2 separate regions of the Anas platyrhynchos genome follow, and region 1 is linked to region 2. The links are chromatin contacts, called in public Hi-C maps. All regions are on one chromosome and are shown on one strand. The core of a region is the stretch at or near the end of the contact, and the rest is flanking DNA. Distances in the headings are between cores, read along the strand shown.

The links. Hi-C and Micro-C count contacts between places; a contact is called where the count stands out from the background.
Region 1: a Hi-C map of skeletal muscle shows a contact between it and region 2, with 2.4 times the contacts expected there. The contact joins the promoter of LOC113845762 here to the enhancer-like site in region 2. A contact is called at or near these places in 2 of 8 Hi-C or Micro-C datasets (skeletal muscle and subcutaneous adipose tissue).

What each region holds. Positions count from the first base shown.
Region 1 is chr21:8,690,555-8,693,306 of IASCAAS_PekinDuck_T2T, reverse strand. It overlaps LOC113845762 (neuritin-like), which reads right to left and starts at 1,374. Exons shown (of 4, transcript XM_027473189.3): 1 at 1,223-1,374; 2 at 632-767. The coding sequence starts at 1,274. It overlaps TP53TG5 (TP53 target 5), which reads right to left. Exons shown (of 7, transcript XM_072026636.1): 7 at 2,589-2,703.
Region 2 is chr21:8,518,396-8,521,095 of IASCAAS_PekinDuck_T2T, reverse strand. It overlaps LPIN3 (lipin 3), which reads right to left. Exons shown (of 20, transcript XM_072026582.1): 20 at 2,507-2,700. EMILIN3 (elastin microfibril interfacer 3) reads left to right here. Exons shown (of 4, transcript XM_038166403.2): 4 at 1-1,301. Among named protein-coding and RNA genes, the nearest start is that of EMILIN3, 7.6 kb to the left of the region's middle. Within about 2 kb of position 1,330, at least 4 of the 8 cell types and tissues checked have an H3K27ac peak or open chromatin away from gene starts, as enhancers often do.

The DNA of each region.
Region 1 (2,752 bases), core at 125-2,624, 170 kb before region 2:
CAGGGGAACACATTCCCAAAGCGAATAATTAGAAATGAAAGCACTGAGGGTAGCTAATTCTCGGTTCTTTTACCTCTTTCATTACTATTCTGGGTCTCCTACAGTTAACGCCCTCCCAGCACTGCAGTCATGCAAAATACCAGGGGCAGGTGGCAATTCCAGCCCGAAAGATGATGGGTTGGGAAGGGAGGGAGGCAGCGAGCCCGCCTGGGGCTGCAGCACCTAGCTGGGGGCAGCCTGCCTCCCGCAGCCAGGTCCTGGCACCTCCATCCAAACACTTGGGGATCCAGGTCAAGCCCTGCCAGCCCCACACCTGCAGGGGGGTCACGGCACAAGTCCTGGGGGCTGGAGCTATTTTTAAGGGCTGGGGATGCAGACTCTGCCCGGAGGTGGATGGAAGCAGGGAGCTCTCCCCATGTTTGGGGTCGGAGGGCAGCAGGGTGCTTGCACGGAGGGATCCAGGCCCACAGCAGCACGGAGGGGTGCTGGATGTGTGCCCCCAGTCACCCAGCCCCTGCCCTCCCAGCGCTGCTGGAGAGCCCATGAGGGTCCAGGGCCCCATCCCACCCCCCCAGAGACCATCCCCAGAGGGTGGAACACACAGGGGGTCCCGGCACGGGGCCGTACTCACCCACAGACCCGGTGCAGCCCCTGGGGCTCGATGCTCTCCTCCTCCTTGTACGTGGCCATGTTCTCCCCCAGTTTCAGGACGCAGTCCGAGAAGCCTCGGTAGACATCTGTGCATGCCGTGCCCAGCGCCCGGTGCCCTGCCAGCCCCCGAGGGGACAGAGCGAGCTCAGAGACCTTTGGGGACGGTGCCCACCTCCCTCCTGGGGCCACCAGGGCAGGGCAAGCTCCCCTTTCTGAGCGGGGGGCATGCAAACCACACACCCATCGCTTGTTTCCCAGTCCTGCCTGTTTTAGGGGGTGCTCAGAGAAATGATGTGGGGGGCAGCCTGGGTGCCTCCCTCTCTGCCTGCCCTGCTCAAGCTGAGGACAGGAATAGGGGGGTGCAGCCAGCGAGGAGCCCCCAGAGAAAAGCCACAGGGCAACGACACGGAGAAGAGGCAGGGGACCCCCACCAGCATCCCCCCACACACCAGCACGGGACCCTGCCCCTGCCCAGAGCCCCCAAACCCAGCCCGGGCAGCACCTCCCCGGCTCCAGCACCCGCACCCCAGCCGGGGCAGCCCCCACCACCCGCCGGGGGTCGCAGCCTTACCCAGGGCGATGAGCAGGACGAGCAGCACGGCCGTGCCCCGCCGCTGCCCCATCCCGCAACCCCAATCCTAATCCTAATCTTAATCCCGTGCCGGTGCCCCCCATGGCCGCCAGCGCTCCCCGCCCCAGCTCCGGCCGCAGCTAATTAGCGGCTTTGACCACGGGTAATTAATGAGGGGGCCGGACCGCCGCTAATGAGCACCTGGAGGGGGGGCAGCCCGGCTCCTCGGCGCACCCCTAGGGCAGCGCCCCCCGGATCTGCGCGGCTGCCGGGGCAGAGCCTGGGGGGGGGGGAGGCATCCCCCAGCCCCCAGCCCGGCCCTTTCGGACCTCCCCCGGCTGGTTCCGCACAGCCCCCGGCTGGGGTCGCCCTGCCCCTTTCCCGGATCCCGAAACCCGTCCCCTCCTTCCCTCCATCCCTCCATCCTTCTCTCCTCCCCTCTCTCCATCCCTCCCCAGCCGCTCTCCGCGCCCCCGCCCCGTGCGCTCCGGGTGCTCCCTGCTGGGCTCGCCCCCCTCGCTGCCGAGGCAGTCCCCAAAATCCCCCCTTGCCCCGTGTCCCCCGGGGCTGCAGCTCCCAGTTCTCGGCCCCAGGGCATGAGGAGGTCGCCGCCGCCCTGCAGCAGCCGCAATCCGGGCAGCCCCTTGTAATTTCGCAAGGCCAAACGTTAAACAGAGACCTGAGTGCGTGTGGGTTCAAAGCCCGAAATTTCGGCCCCTGCAGCTATAAAGTTTTCTCTGCTGATCCTGGCACCGGCAGTTCCCATCTCGGCAATGTCCTGGAGGGGATCGTGCGGCTGTTTGCATCCTTACAGCCCTGCCCTGGCTCCTGGCCAGTGAGTGGCTTTTCTTTACCCCAGTGGCAGCAGTTTCCTGGCTGCTTTGGTGACACCGCTCTGGGGCCTGGGCACGTCCCAGCTCACAGCCCGGTGGCAGCTCTGCCCCTCCATTGATCCTGCCGGAGGATCAGCCCACCACCTCCTCGCACAGGAGATGGGTGAGGATTTTCTCTCCTTCTCCAGGCTGGAGAGATGGGGATAGCTGGGCTTTGACCTGCGAGGCTGGTGGGAAAATGCTGCCGTGCTCCCCAGAAGGAAACCCAGGGGAGCAGAGCCCTGCAGCTGCTACCTCTGACTGTGTGAGGCTCCTGACCCCAGCCAGGCATCCTGGGGACTGCTGGTCCCTGAGCCCAGCAGGGGCATTGCTTTTCCAGGTGCCTGGTGATGGGGTGCACGGAGGAAAGATTTCCAGCCCCTCTGCACGCAGGCATCACCCCCGACGTCTCCATCCCCTCGAATCCAAAGTGGAACCCACCAAGCGGCAAACACGGCGGGACGCCAAACCAAACACAACTCCCGGGCAGAAAGTCTGGGTCAGGGAGATGCAGCTCACTCCCTTTATTCACAGCACAAGGGCTCACCCCACAGATCTCCTCTCGGGAGCTCACCTCCTGCTCCTCCCAGCCCCGAACCTCCGGCAGCCCTGGAAGGAAAGCCAGCAGCACAACCACCTTGCTAACGAGCTGGGCCTT
Region 2 (2,700 bases), core at 81-2,580:
GCCTCCGCAGCTCGCAGCTGTGCCAGCCCTGCTGGAGCAGGGAGCTGCCTTCGGGGCCGGGGGTGTTGCTTTGGCTCTGGGGCTGATGACCCCAGAAGGACGATTCAGGAGGAAGCTGGAGGCGGGGACGTTTTTTAAATTTTATTTTTGTGGATTTGTCGCTTCTTGAAGAATAAAACCCTGTAGTTGTCAGTTGAGGAATAGAGCTACTCTGACCTAAAGACCACCTGCATCTTAATCCAGGGACTGAACAGAGCCAGGGCTCCTTGCAGGGAACAAAACTCACCACAGGAACTGTGGATTTCAAAGAAAACACGTACTCACACAGCCCCTGGGGAGCTGCACTCCCCTCTTCGAGATGGCAGCCCTCCTTGCATAAGGTAAATCCATTTATCCTGCTCCCTTCTTCACGCAAACGCACATGCCTTCCAGAGCACGTGAGGAGATGCATTAGGAAAACACATGTGGATATGGTACGTGTGTCTGTAGCTCTGAGCAATCCCCTGTCCCAGTGCTCAGCTGAGTGCAGAGCTTGCTCTTGCTGCCCCCTTTCCCTCGCTGTACTTTGAGGAACCACACGGAGCAGCCATCAACTGTCCCAGCAGCATTTGCACGAACCCAGGCGGTCCCTGGGGGCTGCTGTGGTTTGCAGTCCCCCTCCGCTTTGTTTACTTTGCTTTCTGGTTACACCTGGGACTGATGTGAAGGGTTATGGAAAACTTGTGTCTTTCCCAAAGACGTGTGTGCGTGTAGGTCTCAGAAGAGACAAAGCCAGGCTCGGAGCAGTCTCCTGCCTTCCAGCTCTGGTTCTCTCCTGTTTTACTGCTTAAACTGTGAACGTGGTTTCCCCCATCTCATCCCTGGGCAGGCGAGGTGCAGCTGCTCCAGGATGTGAGCATGAGGCCTCACCTGCTCTGCCTGGGTTTCCCCATCCAGGATCCTGCTTCCTCTTTGCAGTCCTCTGAGTCCCAAGAATGCTGAGGATCCAGGAACCCGTGCCACCATCAAGCTCCCAGCAGGGCATCTTGAGACGTCCTCTCCTGAGCTCAGCCCTGGGGAAAGGTTGAGCTGTGCTCCAGGCTCTGAGCAGGGCTGGAGGCGGTACGAAAAACCAAAGCAACTTACCCAGCTTCGCTCTGGCTTCCCACAAAGACTGGAGAATGTTGCTGTGTTCCTGAGCAGTGCCAGCCTTGTCCCATGAATCAGGTGCCCGTACTGCGTGGCTGTCTCACCAAAATCTGCCTTTCCCAGGGAGACCAGCATGGACAGCCTCCCCTGCTCAGCCATCAGGGGCTTTGTTATGAGAAAGGATGAAGAGGAAATTAAAGAGCCTCCTCCTGGCCAGTTCTGGCACTGTTATAGCAGAGGGATATGTTTTTCTACCAGCCCAGCACTGCAGCTGATGGGCATTTCCACACCAGTGCCCACCCCGTGCCAGGAGGTGCCATGGGAGCAGTGAGCACCATGCCCAGGCCTGGGCTGATCAGGACCATACTGAAGCTGGTGAACCACTTCTCCAGCTGAGGAGCAACCTCCAGCTGCTTTTGGGCATCCCCAAAAACCTGCTCTTAAACAGGAGACTGATTCCTTCCCCCGGCACAGGGGAGGGACCTCAAGCCAGCCCTTTGTGATGGTGCAGGGGAACCCTCACCATACCAGCACATCCTGCCCAAGCCCTCTTCCTCCTCCTCCTCACACACCAGGGACAAAAAAAGGGCTGTAGCAACCAAAGAGAAAACTGAACCCAGCCCCAGGCTCACCTCCTTCCAGGGGAGCTGGGCAGTCAGGGTTTGGTTAAAAAGCAGCTGAAGAGGAGCACAGAGGGAGCCAGGACTGGTGATAACAGAACTAGGACAAGGAAGAAGTCTGACCTTCCAGAACATGGTGCTATGTTTGGACTATTCCTGATTAGTCACTTGAAGATACAACTTTTATTTCAGTTCTCAGCTATCCCTGTTTAAAAGCAAAAGGAACTTTGTATAAAATAGGGCATTTTTTTTTTTACTTTGCTTGCAGAGAGGGAAGGAGATACTGCCCACGTGCTCGCTCTTGCCCTGGGCAGCTTTCCGAGGCAGTTGGTAACTGCTGCTGGTAAGAGGCTGTTTTTTTAAAAAAAAACTTGTACATTTGTTCAGATTTAAAAGCTGAAAGACTGTTTGTACTGGAAGAGAAAAAAATAAAGTTCTCGCTGAGGTTTCCAGTATCAAAATGACTTCTGTGGCTTCAGGGAAAGAAGTATAACACCAGGATTCTGTTAAGTTCAAACACTGAGGCTATTTAGAGAGGAAGAGAGGGCAGGCAGCCTAGCAGGAAGTGATTTACACTTGCACAGAGCAGGCAGAGAAGAAGCTAGATGCCAGAGCAGAGACAGGAGCCCAAGGCAGGCAGGAGCACGGCTGAAGTTCATGGAGGCCCTCCCACAGGATAATTCCAGCCAGGATCATGAAGAGACACCAAGTCTGGCTCCCACTCCTATGCATAAGGCTACAGTGATCAAGAGACAGCCTGGAGTTTATGGAAATAATTTATTAGTTATTGCTATTAGTGAAAAAGCACTCAAACATGCCAGCTTCCATCCACCTTTACAAGTTAAGCCACGCAACAGCTTCACTACACGGGCTACCAAGCTGCAGGTAGCAGTAGTTGTGCCAGAGGCTCATCAATAAGTGACCCAGTTCCACCTTTAAGAGACAGGTTTTA